Regions from separate parts of the Mus musculus genome. Here region 1 is linked to region 2. Evidence: chromatin contacts called from public HiChIP or PLAC-seq data. All regions are on one chromosome and are shown on one strand. Each heading gives the region's core, a stretch centred on a gene start, on an enhancer-like site or on the middle of the called end of the contact. The rest is flanking DNA. Distances are from core to core; before and after follow the strand shown. Region 1 holds the start of Atf2 (activating transcription factor 2). Region 2 holds the start of Gm30940 (a long non-coding RNA gene).

The links. HiChIP or PLAC-seq counts read pairs in DNA pulled down with a chosen protein or histone mark.
Region 1: a contact with region 2 is called in an H3K4me3 HiChIP or PLAC-seq map of the 230-238 cell line, with 22 read pairs. The contact joins the promoter of Atf2 here to the enhancer-like site in region 2. A contact is called at or near these places in 5 of 39 promoter capture datasets (cranial neural crest, embryonic stem cells, frontonasal cranial neural crest and 2 more), 1 of 15 datasets of contacts at CTCF or cohesin (large pre-B cells), 19 of 484 Hi-C or Micro-C datasets (the C2C12 cell line, the MC3T3-E1 cell line, the N1E-115 cell line and 11 more), 39 of 115 datasets of contacts at active chromatin or transcription factors (the 230-238 cell line, the NIH/3T3 cell line, the SCID.adh cell line and 18 more) and 2 of 9 other capture datasets (adipose tissue and embryonic stem cells).

Annotation. Positions count from the first base shown.
Region 1 is chr2:73,887,942-73,894,889 of GRCm38.p6, reverse strand. Atf2 (activating transcription factor 2) reads left to right here and starts at 2,251. Exons shown (of 15, transcript NM_001025093.2): 1 at 2,251-2,415. It overlaps Gm10822 (a long non-coding RNA gene), which reads right to left and starts at 2,482. Exons shown (of 3, transcript XR_003953852.1): 1 at 2,151-2,482; 2 at 1,853-1,979.
Region 2 is chr2:73,558,040-73,565,785 of GRCm38.p6, reverse strand. Chrna1 (cholinergic receptor, nicotinic, alpha polypeptide 1 (muscle)) reads left to right here. Exons shown (of 9, transcript NM_007389.5): 9 at 1-2,505. Gm30940 (a long non-coding RNA gene) reads right to left here and starts at 4,600. Exons shown (of 2, transcript XR_866434.2): 1 at 4,493-4,600; 2 at 408-586. Within about 2 kb of position 1,590, at least 3 of the 459 cell types and tissues checked have an H3K27ac peak or open chromatin away from gene starts, as enhancers often do. A contact at or near this core is called in the 230-238 cell line, where this site is marked.

The DNA.
Region 1 (6,948 bases), core at 1,002-3,501, 330 kb before region 2:
GTTTCTCAAGTAATTAAGCTAGTTTTAAAGGAAGATTGAGTTGGCTCACGTACATGTATACAGGCCAGCAACCTATTAGAAGGTCCAGTGACATTACAATTTCACTTTCATGCTAGGCATCATTATTAGACGGCAGGCTCATTAACTCTCAGATACTATTCCAGACAAACTTACAATTTTAGATTCACTTGGCGTGGAGAAATTGGGTGTATTTTATGTAAAGACACGAATTGTATTCATAAATCTAAATTAGAAATACGCATTTAACAAATGGAAAAGCATGATACTAAAAAAAAAGGCTTGCTTTTTAAAAATCAGTGCAAGATTTCACAGGCGCCTTAATCACATTTTGCAACTTGTACATATTTATTGGACAACCAACATCCCTAAAATAAGCACCAAAATCTTCAGTAGGAATAAGTATGTTTAGGAGTAGTGCACCTGAACCAGTTATGGAATTGTAAAGGTCTGTAAAGGTCTGTCTCTTTCATTGTCATTACACTAATCAGTCGTCCTTCTTCTTGCCCCCAATTTTAAGGACATTACTTTGTGTGTATGAGTGTTTGACTGCATAAACGAATGTGCACCACATGCCCACGGAGGCTGGAAGAGGTTGTCCGATCCCCACCCCCACCCCGCTTTTATGAGCAGCTGAGCAGGTATGTGGTGATAGGAAACTAAACTTGGGTGCTCTGCAACATCAGCAAGCACTCCTAACCATCTGTCCAGTTCCTTCCCCCGCCCCGCCCCCTAGTTTTTTTGAAACCTACTTCCTACATTAACAGGCATTTCTTTGGCACTACAATTTATAGAGCAAAGGAAAATATTGTGGGAAGAATGCCTCTTCTCTGCTGGGTTCTCATTGGCGTCCTTTAGTCCTCCTTAAAACATTAACCAAACCGGACGTGGTGGCGCATGCCTTTAATCCCAGCACTTGGGAGGCAGAGGCAGGCGGATTTCTGAGTTCGAGGCCAGCCTGGTCTACAGAGTGAGTTCCAGGTCAGCCAGGGCTACACAGAGAAACCCTGCCTCGAAAATTTAAAAAAATAAAAAAATTAATACCGATCTCTTAAGCTTTAAATGAATGAAGTGATTCTATTGAAATTAATAATTTTAATTAATTTCTTAATTCTACGTCAGGTACCCTGGAAGTGGAGTTATAGACGGCTTAAGGGTTACTTGCGGATGTCCTGGAACTCACTCTGTAGACCAGGCTGGCCTTGAACTTAGAAATCCGTCTGCCTCTGCCTTCCGAGTGCTGGGATTAAAGGCGTGAGCCACCACGCCCGGCTCGCATCCAGTACTGTTAACCGCTGAGACATCTCTTCGGTCCCTGAAATTTGTATTTTTATATCTAACTAAGTAAAGGAAATTTGATAAAAGAAACACTCATAATTACAAGAATTTTTCTCTAGGAAAAAGATCGTTGCTTTGTTTTAAAATATGGTGACATGGGGGTGGAAGACGGTGTATTTCCTTTTGATCACTGCCTTTGAACATACTCGTATGTAATATACCATATACTTGACATAGGGTGGTGGGGAAGATCGGCTCCAGTTCTGGCTTAGTAAAATCCGAACAAAGAACTCTCTAAGAAAAGGTTTCTATTTTCTACGCAGGGCTGACTTATTTTGCTTCAGTGTGCACATGGGGGCGGAGGTGATGACTGGCAAACCCCGACTCTCCAAAACCTTAAGCGTAGCTCTCTCTCCAGCTCTGGCTTCTCGGTACACGGAGAGTGGTCCAGAAGCGCTTCTCCCTTCATAGTCTCATATCCCTAGCGAAGTCAGAAACCAATACGACAGAGACATCCGGCGCCAGGGCTGGGCTCCTTTAGGCTCCCCGACCTCACCTTTCTTCTCTCACACCGCCCACGCCCTCCTGCTCGCTCCTCCGCCACCTGCGCGCGCGCCCCAGATCCGGTGCAGCTTCTCGTGCCCGCCTCCCGACGGCTGCCAATCACAGCTTTCTGCAGTTCCCTGGTTACCGAAACAACGGTCCTTGGGCACCTTGGCCACGCCCCTTTGGACCTGCTTCCCGCCTTTCGTGCTTTTCGCCCAATCACTCGCGTCCGAGTGTTCTTTGGTTCCCGCCTCCCCGCCCCCGCCCTCCTGAAGACCCGCCCTTTTTCCGAGGCACGACGGAGTCACCTGACCCGCGGGCGCTCCCTCGGTGGAAAGCAGGAAGGGGCGTGTGCGTGAAGGGGAGGGGCGCAAGAAGAAAGCGGCAGGGATGCCGGGAGTGGGGCGGGGAGAAGGTTTGTCAGTCGGATCTCGCGAGAGAGGACGGAAGCCTGTGGGAGCCCGTGGCCTTTAAAGTGCGATTCAGCCCTCTCCTCCGGGGCTAGTTTGTAAACACGGCCGGCCTCCGGGCTCGCGGGTGGCTGGCAGGACCATGAATTAGTGACCTGGAAAGGTGAGTAATGGTGGAAGGGCCACGGGCTTGGAGGTTGTAGGGATGCAGAGGAAGAAGGTGCTAACATGGCGACGTCGCTGCCTGTAGTCTCCACCCCCCGCCTCCCACCCCTTTTGCGCCCCTGCTGTGGACCCCAACCCTACGGACGGCGGTGGCCGCGTTGCCGCCTCTGGTCTGGCGGAGCGACCGGACCGTTAGGTAACGCGCTGCGGCTCCGGCCGGCCCCTCCCTCGCGCGCTTTCCCAAGCCTGAGCGAGAAGGAATAACGGCTCTTCTCCGACCCCTCCCTCCGACTTCTCCTCTGGTGTGGTCACTTGAGAGGTCCCCGAGGCGCCCTTCGGATCCGCCCATCTGTCGGGGAGACCCCCGCCGCTAGTCCTTGATCGCGCTGCCCAGAGGGCCCACGCTGGGCTCCCCACCGGGGACTCGGGCGATCGAGGGTTTGGGATGGTGCGTTGAAGGATTGGGAAGCAAGGGTCTCTGGCCTCGGTGGAACGTGATGGAGCCAATGGTAATGGAGAACCTGCTGGTGGTCTCGGCCTTTTCTGTCCTTTCTGCCGCCCTCACACTCCCGCCGCCGCCACCCCCCCCTTTCCAGGTGGGGCGGGGCTGAGGTGTGGGTGCAGGTTGATTCTGCTATTCCCCCCCACACCCCATTTACTTCGACCGGTGTTCTGCAGAGCTTTTGTAGGAAAATAATCTGTGCCTTTTATTACCCCAGGGACAAGGAAGAGAGGTAGGGAGAGATGTGTGTATGTCTCCCCGGGATGCTCACTCATTGAACCAGACCTTGGAGGAGATGGGAACTATTTTTATGCACATAGGTATTATAAAATTGTCTCTTCTTTAATGGAGACTCTTAAACTGGGAAGGTCGAGTAAAACTACCACCAGTATAATTGAGTAAAAGGGATACTCATGATAGACTCTAGGCCCATCGACTAATACCTAGTTTACCTTGTGGAAGTCACAGTTTCTTGGGGATTATAAACTAGGGACACGTTCACACCAGATGCAGGTAATGCTGTTTTTAACATCTGACCAAACACGGACTGTTCTGAGCTCAGTTTGTCCTGTTTGAAGAAATTCTTAACCCTTGGCCATTGTCAAGTAATAACCGTTCCAGGAATACTACTCATTTAGCGCCAAATGGCCTGGGTCTCTAGCACCCAAATGGTAAGACTTTATAAAGGCTTATTTTAAAACAGTTAACTCTAGATGAAATAAGAGTCTTGTATTTAAATTTGCTAAACCTATTTGAAGAATCCCTGCAATAAACTTTTTTCAAAAGTATAGAAATATTTTGTAGAGTATGCTAAAAACATATCCTATATAAGCCAAGAAAACTAAGTACATGGATCTTTAAGGCCATCGATAGTTGAGTGATAATTAAGGTTCTAGGTCTTAAAATCATTAATAAATAATTGGAGAGATGTTTAGAGATGTTTTCATGGGTATTTTAAAATTTTAAAGCTATATTGTTTTGAAATGATACTATCCATTAAATATTTCATGACTAACATTAAGTCAAGAAATCTAGGTTTGTTTTTGTTTTTTTTTATTTTTAAGAAAACTTGAAAACTTGAGTTTTAATTATTATCTGTACTCTCCTAATCAATTATATTGCTAGATCTAGTAAATAACTTTACCTTACATGCTGTTTCCACTCATTTTTGACTTTAGTCTCTTCCAAAATGATATGTGTTTCTGTGAACTGGTATCACTTTCTTTTGTTACTCTTATTGAAATGCCCTTAGAAAAGTAAGTCTTATATTTAAAGCAAAATTTGTATTGGAAGCTGGGCGTGGTGGCGCACGCCTTTAATCCCAGGCAGAGGCAGGCGGATTTCTGAGTTCAAGGCTAGCCTGGTCTACAGAGTGAGTTCTAGGACAGCCAGGGCTACCCAGAGAAACCCTGTCTCGAAAACAAAACAAAACAAAAAAATTTGTATTGGAACCCTCCTTGATTAGAAGTCAATGAAAGTAATTAGATAATTCAATGAAAGTGATTGGATGATTCAACTGACCTGTATGAAATTAATACATATAGTACTCCCTGTATTAACTTGTAGCCTACAAAACCACCTGTCATATAGTCAATGGTTTTAACATTTTGTGACTATCTTATATTCACATCTATTTCTATAGACTGAAATCTTGTCTGAAATGGAACATGTTCTATGTTTGTTTTTAAGATTTATTTATTTTTGTGTTTTGCTTGCATATATGTATGTGTACCATTTATGGGCAGTGCCCTTAGAGACCATCTTAAATCCTGAATCTCTAAAACTAGAGTTACATATTATTATGAGCCACCATGTGGGTGCTGGGAACTTATCCCAGCTGCTCTGCAAGAACAACAGGTACTCTTAACTGCTGAGCCATCTCTCCAGCCCTTTGTTTGCTTTTCTACCGTGCTAGGAAAGCTCTTTTTATTTTGTTGTTTCCAGACATGGCTTATCTCTGTAGTTGGCTATCCTGGAACTTGTTTGTAGACCAGGCTGGCCTCCACCTCACAGAGATCCTGCCTACCTCTACCTCCTGACCACTGGGACTAAAAGGTGTGCTCTTTTTTATTGAGATATACATTTCTCAAAATCTATTTATGTAATTTTTTTATTTTACAGTTATATGTGTCTAACTGCTTGTCTGCCTTCTTGCCTGTGTGGATGATAGCATATTTATGGAGATTAAAGGACAACATTGAAGAGTAAATGTTCTCTTTCCACCACATGGGTTCTGAGGATAGAACCCTGGTCATAAGGCTCAACAGCAAGAGCTTTACCCACTGGACCATCTCATTAGCCCTATATGTAACTCTAATGTTGAAGATATAGTGATCCCTATTACTATTTTTGTCTGTGGGGGGAAATGGCAGAAAAACACTTTCTTTGTTATGTTTCTTAAAGTTAAAGAGTTAAAGTAAGGTATCATTTCATAGAAAATAGAAGAATGCATGAGTCTTTAAGGCCATTGGTAATTGTAATACGTGTTTCATATTACATGAAATATACAATTATAAACTTGTATGTGATATATATACCTTCTCATTTTTTATTGACAAACCTCAAACATATTTTTATTTTAAGATAGTCTATGATGCTTACTTTGTTCTTTTTTATAATCATAAAGGGATTTAAATGTATGTTTTATTTGCTATTGTATATGTGTATAATGTGCTTGTATTGGCATGTACATGCTACAACTTGGGTTTAGTGGACAGAACAACTTTATGGAGGTAGCTTTTTCTTTCTACCTTACATGCATTATGGGTATTGAACTCAGGTTGTCAGGTTTGCATGGCAAATGTTTTGCTGGATGAGCCATATCACTACCTCTAAAATAATTATTTCTTCTCTTCATCCTGCTCCTTTGGGGTCAGGGGACAACATGGGGTATGACTGTATCTTGAGAGTGTAGGTATATTTACTTGGGTCCATATTTTAACTGCTAATTGTCAGCCTTTCCCCACATTAATATCCAAGAAATCAAAAACAAAAACAAAAACACTTGAAATATAGTAGTGAGTGACTTGTGATCCTTTAGAAGGTTCTTAGAAAAACAGTAATTATGCTTGGCAAATAGTAAATGGACTTGAGTTAATTTTCGTAGTATATGTTTACATTCATCTGTACCATTAGCTTTTCTTTCTAACCTTTTGTTTTGTTACTCTGTTGTTTTTGTTCATTTGAGACAGGTTTCTCTGTGTAGCCCTGGTTGTTTGGGAACTCACTCTGTAGACTAGATGGCCTCAGACTCAGAGATCTGCCTGCCTCTGCCTCCTTAGTTCTGGGATTTAAGGCATGCGCCACTTTTGATTTTTTCAGTATGTTCTCTAACATGTTTTCATTTTGTCTAATGGAACTTTGCATACCAGTTTTCTATCTTTACTCATTTAGTTTTACCTTTTCTAGCTTTATAGTTTTCTATTATATTCGTTTTGTGATGTTTGATTGATTATGTAGTTAACCGAGCCACTTAAGCCACTTAATAAATTTCTCAGTATTAAATGCCTAAATGGAAGAAAATTGATTTAAATTTTTGTTATTTATTTGAAATAGGATGTCACTCTGTAATCCAGGCTGCTGGAACTCATGGCCTCAGACCTATGGCAATCTTGCAGCAGCCTCCAAGTCCTGAGATTACAGCCATTAGCCACCCTGTCTAGCTAATTTTTAATAATTTTAATTTTGAAGACAGAATCTCATGTAGCTTGCTCTGCTTTTTTTTCCCCTTTCTGATTTTAACGTTGAATTAATGAACGGTTTTGGGTTTTTTTGAGACAATGTTTCACTGTGTGTGTATTCCTGTATTTTTCTTTTGTATAAACTTTGTAGTATTTGCTACCGTTTTTTTCCTTTGAGTTGATTCTATAATATAATAAGCTCAGTGGAAATACTTATCAGAGAATATAAGTATTTGTGGAGTTGCCAGGACTTTTGCTTTCTCCCAGAAGGAGGCTTACTTACACTGGTGTTTTAGTGTGAGTGTGCTACCTTTGCCATCATTTTGTTAACTTGTGGTTATGATTTTCA
Region 2 (7,746 bases), core at 341-2,840:
GCCTACGTGTATGTCTCACATACACGCCTAGTGTCCATGAAGGTCAGAAGAAGGTATCCCATCTCCTAGAACTGGAACTACAAATGGTTGTGAGCGTCCACATGGAACCTGGGAATCAGGCCCTCTGGAAGAGCACCCAGTGTTCTTAACCACTGAACCACCCACCTATCGGGCTCAGTTAATTTTTATTTTTAAAGTGCTGAGAGTCCCTTACTTAAGACACACGGTTTCATACCTACTAGAAAAGTCGTGTCTACCAGATTCCCCAGATTTGATGTGGACACAAAGGAAGTGGTAGAAAGGAAATTAGGTAACTTTAAACTTAAAAAAAAATTGTGTGTGTGTGTGTGTGTGTGTGTGTGTGTGTGTGTACATACTCGCACACATTGATGAAATTGGGGGACAACTTTTAGGAGTTAGTTCTCATCTTTTATCTCATTTGAGGCAAAGTATCTTGTGATTTCTGCCGCTGTGTTACATTCTCATGTAAAGCTTCCTGGGGCATTTTCCTTTCTATACTTCTCGGCCCATGAACAGAGTGCAGGGATTCCAGATGCATGCCGCCATCTCCAGCTTTTCATAGGTCCTAGGATAGAATTTAGGTCGTTAGGTTTGTCCAGCAAAAAACTACTTTTACCTGCTTAATCCATTTCACTGGCCCAAAGGTAATTTTAGGGCGATCACATACAAATAGTATCAAAACCTCATGGTTTAAAGTAGACTTCTGAAACCAGGAGAGGGAGAATGCTTTCTTAAGTGATTTCTGTTTGAGAGGCCTTCTTGAAAGGGCGCTTGGGATTCCTTGGGATTGTACCTAGAGCTTTGCACACAGAGCTATAACTGAGCCTCAGCTCTCCCAACTTAACGGAGCCCCTGGATTTTGTTCTCAGGACCCGAGGAAGGGCAGATCCCATCCTCATCAAGGGTGTGCCTCTGACCCCATGAGAATCGTCTCGCCCGCATGGGTTTATTTTATCCAAATTGTTTTACACAGTCTCCATAATGTCCCTAATTTACAAATGGAAAAAAAAATTTTTGGGGAAAGTTAAACTCTGCTCCATCTAGAAGTAGAAGAACTGAGATCTGAACCCAGACAGAACTTAAGATTCTAAAACAGGGGCTGGAGAGATGGCTCTATGGTTAAGATCATTCCCAGCAACCACAGGGTGCATGGTGGCTCACAACCATCTACAGTGGGATCTGATGCCCTCTGCTGGTGTGCAGGTGTGCATATACAAAGCACTCACACATAAATACATAAACAAACAAACAAATATTTTTTAAAGATTTATTTATTTATTATATGTAAATACACTGTAGCTGTCTTCAGACACTCCAGAAGAGGGCATCAGATCTTGTTACAGATGGTTGTGAGCCACCATGTGGTTGCTGGGATTTGAACTCTGGACCTTCAGAAGAACAGTCGGGTGCTCTTACCCACTGAGCCATCTCACCAGCCCCAAATATTTTTTTTAAAAGTCAAAAAGAAAAGGGATTCTAAACCGACTTGCAGCTGATGGGGTCACCTGCTCCCTGCTCTCCCAGCATGCCTGGCGTGATCTAAGTAGTTCTGGTCTGTGTTGGTGGGGACTCTGTGATATCCTATTTCCTGCCTTCTCAATTAAAACCCCTGGCTTTTCCTTCAGTCCTTGGACGCAATCATGTTTGGAGTTCAGGCCCTATGAATGGAACCAGAAACGTATGCACACACCATCACCATTTCTGAAATCTGAAAAATAAATTCTCTGTGCCAAACTCTAGGCTCTAGTACAATTTACCCAGACCAAGAAGCCGTGTGGCTCTGGACGCAGAAAAGGCCTTTGAATCACAAACACATCTGATCCGTCATCTCCAGGGAGAGCTATAAACTGCATAACCAGGAGGCCAGTGCGAGCCCAGGTGGCTTCAATCTCCTGAGGGACTTCCCATCACCCCTGCACCAGTGCTGGGCTCTTTCATCTCAAATAGTTTGCACTTTAAAGTGGAAACAATTGGCAGTTTCTCAGAAAGTCACACTCGGGTCACCAAGTCACTCAGCAGTCCCATTCCCAGGTAGAGAGCCAAAGAAATCGAAAGAAAGACTTACACAATTTGTATGAGAACGCGCACAGAAGGCAAGAGCCAGAGAAAGCGGTCTAGGCTCCAACCCACAGACGACAAGCAAAAGGGATGTGGAGAATGGGTTTTGGGGTGTATGTGTGTAGGCCTGGGGGGCCATCGCCTTTTTGTTTTGTTGTTGTTTTTGAGATAGAGTTTCTCACTGGCCTGGAACTTGCCAAGTAGTTTAGGCTGGCTAGGCAGGCCATTCCGAGATCTGCCTGTCTCCTCTTTCTGCAAACAATTTAGTTGGCATGGGTTCTGGGGCTCTTACTCAGATCTAAAAACAAGCATTTTGTCAGTTGATCTAATTCTTTAGCTTTTTCTACTCACGACCACTTTTTGCTTGAGAAATGTTATGTAGAAATATAAAATATGTATAAAAATAAATAACAAAGAAATTTAATTAAAAAAATTCTCTGACATGCATAGCATTTTATCACCTATTAAGGATAAAAAATAAATTTGCTTTTGAGAGGGGTGTGTTTATTTTTTGTCTAACACAATCGCATCTAAAGATAAACAAATTTGATACTTACTTGCCTGGGACAATGGAAGGTAAATATCACAAGTCTCTGTTTTCAGTAATTAAACATAATATGCTCTAAGAGAGTAAGGTCACCGCAGTTCATGACATTCAATAGTATCAAATCTGAGCAGAGGTAAATCAGTGTGTTCACTGGTGTTGCATATCGTGATGGCGTGCACCGTGCAGTGTTCGTGTGTGTTCAGACCACAAGGCAACTCGTACAAACACTGCCACAGAAGATCTCAGAATCACGCTGTGTTTGATTTTTGAGCTAACTTTTGGTAATTGCACATCCGGAACCTGTTTCTGCTGCCCAGTTTTTCTGAAACCCCACACCTGGTCACATGACCATGTGGCCACAAGGTAAACTCCACTTACACAAGGTCCTTAGAAATACTCAGGTAGAAATGGAGAAGAGGCTGTGGGAGGCTGGGGCGGGGGGGTGTGGGGTGTGGAGGGGAAATTAGGAGTTATCGTTCATGGGAACAGACTTTCACTATGGCAAGATGAAAAGTTCGGGAGGCGGACTGCTGTGCTGACCACACAGCATTGATACCCGAGAGCTGTGTTCCTAAAAATGGGTGAAGCGCCACAATCTATGTCTGTGTACGCTCTAACAAGGGTAAACCAAAGGCCTCAGCCCTGAGCTCTCACTACAGAGTCTGGGGATACACGGAAGGCATGCTTCATACACTAGGAAGTCAAGACCTCCAGTGAGTTCTCTCAGATCACAAATCCTGCCCTTTGGCCATGTCTTTTTTTTTTTTGGTACACGTGTTCTCTGTGCATGTGTCTGTGGCCAGAGAACCTCTGATGTCATTCCCCAGGTGTCACTAACCATTCTGATATTTTGGTTGTGAGTCTAGTCTTTAGTGGCTGAGCCATCTCTCCAGCTCTCAACCACCGTCTTTTTAAAAGGCAGGCTCTCTTGCAGATGCTAGGCTGGTTGGCTGGTGATCTTGTGGATCCGCTGACTCTGACTTCCCAGAGTCGGGATTTCAAGTGTGTGGCTGCTGTTCCCTACTTTTTGTTTTTAAGTGGGAGTTCTAAGGATCAAAGCCAGGTGCTTGGAAGGCAAGCGTGTTACCACTGAGCATCTACTCAGCCCTATCACCATACAGTCCATTGCTTTCCAAGCAGCCATGACCTTCCCCCCATGTTCTCCACTCCACCCCACCCCCATCCTAGACAGCTTGGCCCCGTGTAGCTACAGTACTGCATCAATGTGCGCTCCATTAAACTCCAAAAATGGCTCTGTCATTCTGTCCTCAAGCCAGCGTCTCATTAGTTCAAGCCTGATTTTCAGAAGGCTACCAGTAAAATCGGTACAGGGACTTCCGGGAACTATCGCCACCTAGTGGTGTTTGTGAAAGGGTCCAGCCTGTGAGTTCCGTGTGCCTGTACATCTATTGGGTTGGCAGGCTGACTTCCGGAGAAATGAGGACCAAGAACACAAGGCAGGTGCTATCTGATAGAGATGAGTTTTCAGGATCAGGACTGGAGGACCCAATGTAGGGGGCGGGGTGTCTCAGGACTGAGGAGGGTTCTTACAATGAATTTCCCCAACCTGGGTGTTGAGGCAGCATTCACACGCACCCACACACTCATTGGGGTTGCAGTAAAGACTGAAGTGTCTGCACTACTGTGTCCCCCACTTTTATATGCTAAACCCTAACTTCTTTGCAACTGTATTGGAAGATGGGGCCTTTGGGAGGTAACCAGCCTTAGGGAGAGTCTTGAGTGTGTTTTGACAAGGAGAGGCATGCCAGAGAGCTTCTCCCTCCCTCCCTCCCTCCCTCCGTCCCTCCGTCCCTCCGTCCCTCCCTCCCTCCCTTCCTCTTTCCCTCTCTCCATGTGAGGACGGACCTTCTTGCATCCTGGTGGTGATGCTTGTCACGCTGGTGAGAACAGGGACACTGTAGCAGCTGGAATGAGCTTCAGCGTTCCAGCACACACCCCTCTCCCGCACCCCCCCCCCCCACCCTCCGTACTCGCCTCTACAATCAATCCCCTTCTTCCCTCACGGAGCTTAAAGCAGAGGCCGTCACGGGCATGGTTTCCACCGGACGCAGGGCAAAGTGAGGCTAAAAGCTGACGTCACAAGGAGCTGAATTGCCGGCACATCATGGGGTCCTTGCTGTTCTCTGGTTCCACTTCATCCCTCAGGGTGTCCAGGTGCCGCCCGCACACCAGGCTGGGAGGATGAATTGAAGCCCGGATTGGGTGGAGTCTGCCGGATCCTTGTCCGGTTGGGTGTGAGTGGCGGGGCTTTACTGAGGAGTTTAGTGTTCCAGCTCTCTTGACCGATTCAGTAAAGCAGTTCTTTTAGACGATATTCAATGAGACAGCTTGTGCATATACACTTTTTTGTCAGATGAATCAAGGGCAATATATGAACCTTGGAGGTGGAAAGGAGTTCTTCTTAGCTCATTGAGGCTTCATACGGTGAGGATTCGTGGCTGAGGTGTAATGTTCTGGGAACACCTCATTTGCATGGAGAGGCACTCCAGGAATCCCAGGTGTTTGCTGGGTAGGTTCTTATCTGGAGAGAGGAAACTCGACCTGTAATTTTGTCAAGGACTATGTGACATTCCTCAGATAGAAGATTGGGAGCCAGGCTCCTCACATCAGGCAGAGAAGCAGAAAAGGGAATCCTCCATTTTGCGCCGAGCTTGGGAAAGCTGTTGAGACACGGAGGACCAGAGCCTTAGTCCCAAGGTGCAACACTCTGGGACAGGAAAAGACCTGGCAGATCTGAACCAAGTCTAACATTTGCTCATAGTCAGTACTGGGTCAGTCTTACACACTTCCTCTTCACAAATACATTAGTTATGCCATGAAGGGAAACTTGGTGAAGGTCATTTGTGAGCTCTCTGTACCCTGTGCAACTTTTCTCTAAATTAAATCTACCCTGGCAACAACAACAACAGCAAACAAATAACATTGAAATGCTTAGCTGGTGTGGTGGCTAATTTTCAGTTTTCAACTTGACTTGATGGAGAGATACATGGAGGTTCGTAGAACACTCCTCTGAATGTGCCAAGTGAGAGTGTTCCCAGACAGGACCGGCTGCATGGGGAAAGACTCTCTCTGAACACAGACGGCATCTAATCATTAGGGGGAGCAAACAGATTCAGCGTGGAAAGGGAGCAAGGCCGTCGGCCCTGTGTATTAGTCACTGTCTTTCGCAGCTTTAGGAAAGAAGAAAGGGCTCATTTTGGCTCACGGTTTGAAGGTGCTGTTGCATGACAGGAGAGTCATAGAGCTCAGAAAGCAGTGCGTGATCAACAGGAAGTAGGCCAGGCCACACAACTCTAAGACCCACCCACAGTGAGTCACTTTCTTCACTGAAGTTCAACCCCATCTGAATACTACAATTCCTCCCAGACAGTGAAAGATCCTGACAGAATGTAAAAGGTCACAGAAGCCCTGAAATTGGCAAAATAGATTTCATTGTTAGCAGAACTAGCTTCACTGATTTAAAAAAAATAGAGATGCACAATGCTCTGGCCACTCCTTGAACCTGTGTGTCTGCCAATGTTTTGACCATTCCTTGAACCCATGTGTGTGCTCAGTGATGAAGCCCATTGCCAGGTATTTGTGATATTGGTTGCTGAGAAAGAGTCAGAAAATCTCCCCAGCAACCACAGCCGGGCCAATCCTGAGTTGCTACACCTGCACCAGACTCTTTCCTTGTACCCCTCCCATACTCATTTCTTGAGAATAGACATTGTTTAGATCTGGAAATCCCCTACTCCCCCCTTCTCCTTTCTCCCCTGAGGGCCTATAAAAACTGGGACCCCCTCCCCTCGAGGTCGACTCCTCTACCCCTGCATGGGATATGAGTCGTCCCCAGAGCTCTGGATTTCCCCGAATAAAGCCTCATGTGGTTTGCATCAAGCTCGGTCTATCGTGAGTTCTTGGGTGTCCGCTATTGTCCTGAGGCCTGAGCGAGGGGCTCCTCTCAGAGTCTTTCAACAACACCACCACACAGGACTGTGGGGGATGCTGTCGGCTTATATTTTTCAAAATCTACTTTGATAAGGGTTCTTAAATGTTTCAACCTCCTTATAACCTGCTGACCAAAGGAAGGGGAGGAAGATGGCTAATAGGACAAGGGGGGGTGTGGACCTATTTAGAAGTAGTCCTTTGGGGTGATTCTGATCTTTTTTGTTATCAGTCCAATCCATTAGCAAAACACCAAACATGGATTCACATCAACATCTCTCTCTCTCTCTCTCTCTCTCTCTCTCTCTCTCTCTCTCTCTCTCTCTTTTGTTTTTTTGAGACAGGGTTTCTCTATGTAGCCCTGGCTGTCCTGGAACTCACTCTGTAGACCGGGCTGGCCTCGGACTCAGAAATCCACCTGCCTCTGCCTCCCAAGTGCTGGGATTAAAGATGTGCGCCATCACACCCGAGCATCTTGATCTAGAAGAAACCTCGAGACTCTGCCCGTCAGCTGAGTCCACTGATGTGGCAAGAAGCAGCTGAATACTACCAGACGTTCTTGGATGAGTTTCTCTCTACAAAGTCAGGACAAACGAGATCAGTCATGAAAGCAAGGTGAATCAATGCCATAGCATCATCAGCAAAGGTCAGCACGGCAGGTTATACTCACACTCTTTCCAAACATCCCATGTCCCCTCCACTCCACTCCAGCAAAAGATCACGTGCCCTTTCACCAGGCAGCTTCCAGAGAAACACCACTTGTCTGTTCTCAGCAAAGCATCCTCTCTCACATATCTGCTTCAGCAAAACATCCCCTCATAAAACAGCTTCCAGAAAAAAATATCACATGTCACAACTGAGTCTCCAACCAAACCAGAAATTCCCACCTCAGGACACTATATTCACGCCGCACTGCTTAAGTGTGCCCACTGTGCTGTCATCCTGAGGTTGAACATCAGACAAGAACTCGCCGAGTCCTGCCTTGACCTTCAGTGCTGGCATTACAAGCACGGGTCACAGGCCTGGCATTTTTCTGAGTTTGAGGCTAGAAGTCAGTTCCTCACACTTGAACAGTGAGCGCTCTACTGTGGAGCCATCCCTCGGGTTATTAACCCTCCTTCTACCTCAAAGTTCAGGATTTGCCCCACAATCTTCTGCAGCTGCTGACCAGG